Regions from separate parts of the Sus scrofa genome. Here region 2 is linked to region 1. A link is a contact called in public HiChIP or PLAC-seq data. All regions are on one chromosome and are shown on one strand. Each heading gives the region's core, a stretch centred on a gene start, on an enhancer-like site or on the middle of the called end of the contact. The rest is flanking DNA. Distances are from core to core; before and after follow the strand shown. Region 1 overlaps NME7 (nucleoside diphosphate kinase 7). Region 2 overlaps LOC110260299 (a long non-coding RNA gene).

The links. HiChIP or PLAC-seq counts read pairs in DNA pulled down with a chosen protein or histone mark.
Region 2: an H3K27ac HiChIP or PLAC-seq map of skeletal muscle shows a contact between it and region 1. The contact joins two enhancer-like sites. A contact is called at or near these places in 1 of 47 Hi-C or Micro-C datasets (skeletal muscle) and 1 of 2 datasets of contacts at active chromatin or transcription factors (skeletal muscle).

The regions. Positions count from the first base shown.
Region 1 is chr4:81,822,151-81,826,293 of Sscrofa11.1, forward strand. All of the region lies in intron 11 of NME7 (nucleoside diphosphate kinase 7), which reads left to right. Among named protein-coding and RNA genes, the nearest start is that of ATP1B1, 110 kb to the right of the region's middle. Within about 2 kb of position 2,396, at least 7 of the 83 cell types and tissues checked have an H3K27ac peak or open chromatin away from gene starts, as enhancers often do. A contact at or near this core is called in skeletal muscle, where this site is marked.
Region 2 is chr4:82,131,410-82,135,356 of Sscrofa11.1, forward strand. All of the region lies in intron 1 of LOC110260299 (a long non-coding RNA gene), which reads left to right. LOC106510101 (a long non-coding RNA gene) reads right to left here. Exons shown (of 3, transcript XR_002343351.1): 3 at 2,483-3,947. It also overlaps the pseudogene LOC106510108. Among named protein-coding and RNA genes, the nearest start is that of DPT, 150 kb to the right of the region's middle. Within about 2 kb of position 1,477, at least 8 of the 83 cell types and tissues checked have an H3K27ac peak or open chromatin away from gene starts, as enhancers often do. A contact at or near this core is called in skeletal muscle, where this site is marked.

The DNA.
Region 1 (4,143 bases), core at 1,146-3,645:
AAAAGTTTAGTCGATTTATAGTATTAGTTTTGGCTATACAACAGTGATTCAACATTTTTGTATATTGTACTCCATTTGTATTTATTATAAAATATTGGCTGTATTTCCTTGATGCATGATATATCCTTGTAGCTTATTTATATTATACATAGCAGTTTTATCTCCTAATCCTCTAACCCTATATTGTACCTCCCTGCTTCCCTCTACCTTTTTGTTCTCTATTATGTAAATCTTTTCTGTTTTGCTATATTGATTTGTTTTATTTTTTATGTTCTACATATAAGTAAAAACATACAGTGTTCGTCTTTTTCTTTCTGACTTATTTCACTAAGCATAAAACCCTCCAGGTGCATCTATTACAAATGGCAAAATTTAATTCTTTTTTGTGACTGACTGGTAGTCCATTGTATTCACCACATATTGATCCATTCATTTGTTGATGGCTATGTAGGTTGCTTTCCTATCTTGGCTGTTGTAAATAATGCTGCTGTGAACATTGAAATGCATATATCTTGCCAAATGAGTGTTTTCATTTTCTTCAGATTCGCAGAAGAGAAATTAAGAGTAACATGAAAAATAGAAATATGATTGTTAGAGTATTTCAAGGGAAGACTCTTAGTAAATATAGCTCATTTAATTAAGCCTTTGGATAACATCAATAGCAAAATGCCATCCATGTATCATATATAATTTACTTACAGAAGTCCAAATTGGTACTTCATTACATGAGTTATGTGTGCTTAGTAGCACTTGTGCTTGGACGTCTCAGATTAAGGAGGTCTAACCTGCCCCAAACTCCCTGCCCTGTGTAGCTGCAATGCCCTGACATTCTCAATTGCTTATCCTACCCTGTTTTCTTTTATGTTTTTCTATAATAAGTATTAGCTTCTAAACACAGTGTATCATTTATTATTGAACACATTTATTTTTTGTTTTCACCCACTAGCACATAAACCCCAGGAAGGAAGGGATTTTTGTTTTCTCACTGATACATCGGGAAGGGTACTCATTATACATTTTTTTTTTTTTTGAAAAATGAATGTTAGTGGAGGGAAAATATTAATTACATTTCCATTTTCTATTGCTTAAATACATATTTAGTGTACTTTTATTATGGCCTCTGTATCCAGTCATTCATCCAGAAACTGGATATGCTTTATCCTAGATTCCTTTCACAGTCAATTTTCTAGTGCCCATTTTATAGTCGAAAAATGAAATTAAGGCTCAGAGAGGCTTATTTTAAAACTTAAAAAAATCCATTAATTTTTTTTCCCCCAAAGAACATATCCCTATTAAAAATTAATGTCAGGATTTGAACTCTGTTTTGCCTGGTTCCATCTTAAATTTTTTTTTTATGATTCAAAATCTCAATAACATCATTTCTCCAAATTATAATTGAATATGGCGCAAGAAACTTTTTGAATGTCCACAAAGCACCTAAGAGAATAATTCTCTTGCTGGGTCAGTCTCTGGCCCTTTCAGGATAGTTTCTGTCTGTGACAATGGTACCAATAGATATTTTAAATATGAGAGTGGTGTCATTCTAAACATCTATCTCAAAATTAGCTTTATGACATTCCAATTATTTCCATAACCCATCATGAAACTATCATTTGTAAAATTTTTAACTTTTTTGAAGACACTTTCCTGTGTATTATTTTAGGCTTGGCACTTTTCCTGACTTTCTTCTCAGTGTTTTGAATTTTTTTTCTTAGGAAGGTTTTTGGCTTTCTTGCTCCTCAGGCCCTAGCATCTTCTGTTGCGGTGAAGTCTTGTGTCTTTTGCTCTATACCCACCCCCAGCTTCTTGTCCCTTGTCCTTTACTCCATATGTGCCACCTTAGTCCCCACAGGGATTGGGAAATTTTGATAACTATCTTTTTTTGTTTCATTATGAACCATGAACTTTTTCTTCTTTCTTTTATGTAATTTTGGCATTTAGCTGGTTTCCATTTCCCCCTTCCTCACATCGGCATCCTTGGCCTCACCCTTTTCCAGTACTTTTTTTCTGAATGTTTCCCACGAAGAGTTTTTCCTTTGAGTCTCTTGTTTCCCTGCCATTTCCTTTCCTTTTTTTTTTTCAAAAAATATTCTTGTATTGATTCCTTTATCTCCCTTTGGCTGCATTAACTGTTTTCTATGACATAATACTGTTTCCATTAAGCTCTCATAGCTTAACATTTTACCTCTTTTTTCTTTCCATTTTCTTTTCATTCATAGAGAAGATCACTTGTTTTGTTTTTCTTCAAAAATAACCATGTTCCAATAAGACATGTCCACATCACAGTCAGAAGGAAGGGCTAGAGTTTTCCCAAAGCAGTGCACACTGGAGATGGGGCATCGCCACTAGCTGGAGCTGCTAGCTTTCCAAAATCCCAAGAGGTCGCAGCACCATGTGCCAGGCCTTATCTTCCTAATGCACATGTGCTGCTTGTCAGTTTCAAATGTCAGCTGCTAGTGGTATTACTTAGAGACAGTAGGCTTTGTGTCAGGATGGAAAGAAAAAAAAAAATTAAACCTTGAGTCCCTGGGAAATTACCATTTTTGGACACCTAAGAGCCTGCCACCTTACCAGTCTCTTATTGGTAAAAGCCACTGACACCGGTGCCAAGTTTGAGCACAGGATCAGTTACACTTGGCATGAATTGTACTGAGCCATGGTGTTCTCAGGATGTCGTTAGAAAGGCATTTTATTTATATCTCAGGGAGACTGTCCTAGCACTTGCAAGGCCAAAGAGAAGGACTTCAGGGACCCTTAAAAAAAAGTGCAGAAAAGTGAATGGGTAGCACAAAATTAATTACCCATTCACTTTTGAATATTGATTTTTGATTGGTGACATTAGATAGCAAAACAATAATCATTGCTCCTCTGTACTAAGTGTAGGCATGATCTTTTTGAAAGCACTTAATTAAAATATAAATAACTCATAATATATATATATAATTCTATATATATATATATATATATATATATATATATAATTCTGTACTTTACTATGAAATCCTTTCAGTAATGCTTCAAGACAAGGTTTCCATATACTCTAAGTAAAACCCAAATTTGAGACATTTAATGTAAAAAGTAAAATATATATGATATGGATTTTTAAAAAAGCTTGTTCTCAGAGAAGATTGTACATTTCAGAATTAGCCAATGTTATCTCTCAAGATTCCTCGCTCCATTATCTTCTGAAGCTTTGCCGCCTAACTGATATGCTATTTTCAAGTTGCTATGAGTTGTTTTCTCTCTTTGTCCTGTCTAATACATTCAGTAGACATTTGGTCTCTACCAAAAGGTCCTTGATATTTGCAAGACTATTCGGTCCTGGCCAAAATATCCATAAGGCATTTGGGCCATGCCAAAATGTCCTTGGTATTTGTCCCTTTCAAAATGATTTGGCGTGAACCAGATGCACTCTTGAACATTTTGGATAGAACCAGATTTCAAGGACCTTTTCCTGTGGAACAGATGTCTTAAGAAGCAGATTCTTGTGGACGTTTGGACAAGACCATATGACTGCTAACCATTTCTCTCCTGACTCTACTCATTCCTCAGAGCACCAGTTATATCATAGTTACAAAACCGCTAGAGAGTAAATTTATCCGGAGGAGGGTTGAGTATACCATATTTACTTTTTCCTTCTTTTTCATGTACTGTTTTTCCTTTAAGACACCACAAATTGCCCCAACCTTGAGTAACTTTTGCCATCCTTTGAACTCCTCTCACTCATCGTCCATACGTCTTATCTGGAAGTAGATATGTGTGCTCCTTGTATAATTTTCTTTTATGAATGTTCCTCACCCCCTGGTTTAGATACTAATTAGGAGACCTGTCTTATACCTTTTCAGTATCTCCAGTATCCCCAAAATGATCTAACACTGTTCTTTCTCAACTTTCATGTACACAGAAAACCCCTCGAGATCTTATTGAAGATTGTGATTCAGTCAGCATAGGGTAGGGCCTGAAATTCTGCATTTATGACATTCTCAAGTTATGTGATACAGTTGGTCTGCAGGTGATACATCAAGTGTCCTGTCTGTGGCAGACTTTCAACAAATGTTTGCCGATGCTATTTGTTTCATAAAAGAACAAAAGATTTGCATTTTGTTGAATGCTTCATTTGTCTGCAATATGAAAACAGCACTG
Region 2 (3,947 bases), core at 227-2,726, 310 kb after region 1:
AGGAATTCTCATCATGGTGCAGTAGGTTAAAAATCTGACTGCAGCAGCTTGGGTCCCTGCAGATCAACGGGGTGATCCCTGGCTGGGAGTAGTGAGTTAAAGAATCTGGCATTGCTGCACCTGCAGTGCAGATCACAGCTGTGTGTCCCTGGCCCTGGAACTTCCATATGTTGTGGGTGCACCCATAAACAAACAAACAAACAAATAAACAAAATGAGCTTAACAATACTACTTACATCTGAGGATGGTTATAAAGAGTAGCAATGCTTAGAAGTGTATTGGTGTACAGTATGCACTCAGTAAATACTAGCGATAAAAGCAATATCCAACATTTATTAGTGCTATTATATGTGTGTATGTATGTATGTACATTATGTATATGTGTATGTATGTGTTTATATACATATGTATGTATTCATGTGTAAAGTGTGTGTGTGTGTATATATATATATATGTATATAGATATAAAATCACAGCCTCAAAACAAGACAGAGAAAGGTCCTACAAACTAATATTTATGTTTACAGATAAAGAAAGTAACAAAGAAATCTTTAACTTTTTCCCAAGCTATACAGATAGTAAGTGACAGAGCCAGGATTTGAACCTCTGAGTCTGCCATTGTAAACTCATGCTTTCTATTGCCTCCTTGCTATCAGTATTACAGATTTTAAAAGAGTATGCAATGGGAGAGAGTGGTGAGTATTTGGTTAGATGCACTGATTTCATCAGGTTTTGCATAAGGCAGTGTGGCTATCTAGCCATATTAATCAGCAAAACTTTTCCTCACTCAAGTGAGACTTTGACATCTATCTTCATGTAATCTAGAGGACCTGGGAATTCTGTTTAATTACTGAAGTTATTCCAGGAAGCCACTGAACTGAAAGTGAATAAAGTCACAAAAAAAGAGGTATAAAACTATCTAAGGCCCAGATTTACCTCACTGGTAAATCAGGGGTGGCCCCATAAATTGATGTTATGCTGCTGTGTTTATAATACTCATTTTGGGTAAATTTTATCCAAATGACAGGAAAGAATATCTTTTTTGAGTTAGGAAATTTTGTGGTAATGAAATATTGGCAAATGGAAAAGGGAGTGAAAAAGATTAAGCAACGTGAATGTCACCTGTGGGATGGCAAATATTTGTTTTAACAGGTTAAATATTAGCACCTTGAATAGAGCTATGGGTCAGTCTACTTCTGTTTCTTCTGAAAGTGGCCTACTATTGGAGTCAGCCACTTTAACTCCTAGACCCCCAATTCTCACTTAGTTAAATGGAAGCAAGAATTCTCAGCAAAGAACATTCACTATGCATGTGGAGTGAATAAATATCTGGTCAGCTTCCAGCTGGAGTTTTTTGTTACCTTTTAGTGCTGAAACTATTGGAAGAGGGCCATGTTGGCATCTCTCTGCTACCTCATTTATTTCCCAGCTACTCTCCAGAAGAAGTTACTGGGATTTGTGAGTATGTGATATGGGAGATTGAATGGGGTAGGCGAGGAAAGGTGAGGGAGGGAGGGAAGCCTGAAATGTGACCATGAGAATGCTATACAGGGCAGCTACTTTTGAGTCATGAATCCACCACCAGCCAGCATGAATTCAAGGATCTTGGTTGGGAGAAAATTTGGGCTTAGCAAAAGCTTGGGGGAGGGGAGGTTAACACTGGCCACGGGTCGAACCTAATAAACTGTATTCACCAACACACCTACCCAATGCAGACTCATGGGCTCTGCAATTCAGATCCTTAAACATTAAATCTCCCAGTAGAGATGTAGCTGGGCACGAACTCTAAGACAACTCTAAGAAAACCATGGCAATGGAAGAAGGCAATGGCAGAGAAAATACTAAATGGTGTAGGCAGCCAGAGAAGAATCTCTACAGTCCTTGAATAGCCCACTGAAAGCTGGAATGTAGCACTTCTGCCCAGAGCCCTCACAGCTCATGTGGGTCATAGTCCTGAGAATAGATGTGACTGGTCCAGAAAAAAAAAAAAAAAGCTAAATGTAGAAGGACATCATTGAACCTGTCTGATGAGTAATACTTGCCTAGTGCTTTGACGTTTTTAGAAGAAACATGAGATCAATGGGTAAATTGTTAGAACAGTACACAAAGCAGGTAGCTGGCTATCATGGTTCCAAGATAATCTCGAATCTATGCTCCTATGTAAAAAGAACAAGCAGGATCTTGAAAAGACTTTCATAATTTATTTAGAAAGAATCCTATGTTCTAAGGACTGTATTCTCTTTGTTAGAGGTGAGCAAACACTGACGTTTGAGGCCATGAGATCAGATGTAATTAATAGAATGTTAACTCATTATGTCTAACACCAAATCCCCCAGGGCCTGTGAGAAAGGAACTAAAAAGCCACTCAAGTGAGAGACTGTGGCTTATTAGCACACGGAGAAAACCACTATCATTTCTGCTCTTTGTTTTACAGTTATATAGCAATGAATAGTTCATAATACATTTTTTATTGAATTGACAGCTTTGAGTACCACAAAGTTAAAAAGAATGGATATTAATATCCTCATCTGTAGGAAAAGAAACTGGGACTCAGGCTCAAATGCTCAAAATGAAAGCTTCACCTCCTCTTTTCCCTCCAAGTCTAGCCTCATCCTCTCATGTTATGATTGCTTCAAACTCTAGATAAAGTGAAATAAACAGACTGACCCCCAACAGGGTCTACGCAAGTTACATGCAGGGTGTCTCCTGATAGGGTCCCTGCTAGTTCAGGGTTTACCCTAAAAAGGAGACACACAGGTAGTCACATTACTGGGTTTTATGGCATGTAGAAGATTGGTGATTGTATGATAACCAACAAGAGTTGAGCAGTTACCAGCACAGTAAGAAGACTATGCTAAGAACTTTTCCTGTATTATCCTCACAATAACCTCTGAAATCAGTATTATTATAACTCATTTTACAGGCTACTGAGACAAGTATGAAGTAGCTTTCCTCAAGTCATTCAGTAAGGGTAAACCCACATAGATTTTTACTTGTAGGCTTAGTAATTAATACTTTGTCTTTGACTTTGGTATCTATGCCATTCCTGAGTCTAAATGAAGTTAGAAGAACAATGAATTTGGTAGAAAAGAACACAAACTCAGGGTCAGGAGATGTGAGTTCTAGTCTCACCTCTGCTACTGATGAGCTGTACATCTAAGCCTCACTTCCCTCATCTGCAAAATGAAAGTTTGGTCCTATGTAATTTCCACGGTTCCTCACAAATCTAATAATGGGATGTATTTGACTAAAGACTGTGCCATATTAGCTTCTCAAAGTTCTCATTTCCTAAACTACAGTCTGAAGGTATTCTCTGGGCTTCTGAACTCAGGTATGCTACACTAACTATCTTAGAAAATCCAAACTTGTAAGAAATGTTTTATTGAGTTCTTGAGCTCTGCAAAACTCCTAGGAATGTTGATAACTCATCTTTTCAGGCTCCTGCCTTGGGCTTGCATTGACTGTGACATCCAGTGTCCAATGACTCCTCATGTTTATTCTGAGAGGTGGGTTATAGGGTATCACCACCTTTCAGACGAGCCTTCTTCAATTGCCTTTGGCAGCTTAAAAATCACTTTCACAGCTCACAGTACCCTGAGGTGCTAGGGTTCTCATTTTATACATGAAGAAATTAAACCCTAGACAGTGCTATGCCTTGACTAAACTCTAAATACTCATGAGTAAAGACCTGGGTCCTGAACCAGGGATTGAGCCACAGCCACTGTAGAAGCAATGCCAAGTAGTTATGTTGTGAGCCACATGGGGTTATGTTGGAGCATGATAATGTGAGAAAAAAGAATGTATACATGTATGTGTAACTGGGTCACCATGCTGTACAGTAGAAAAAAAAAAAAAAGACCTGGTCCTAAACCCCATCTTCTGACTCTAAATATAGATGTATTTCCAGTGCCTCTTGTACAGAAGGTAGGGCCTACACTAGTAAAGAT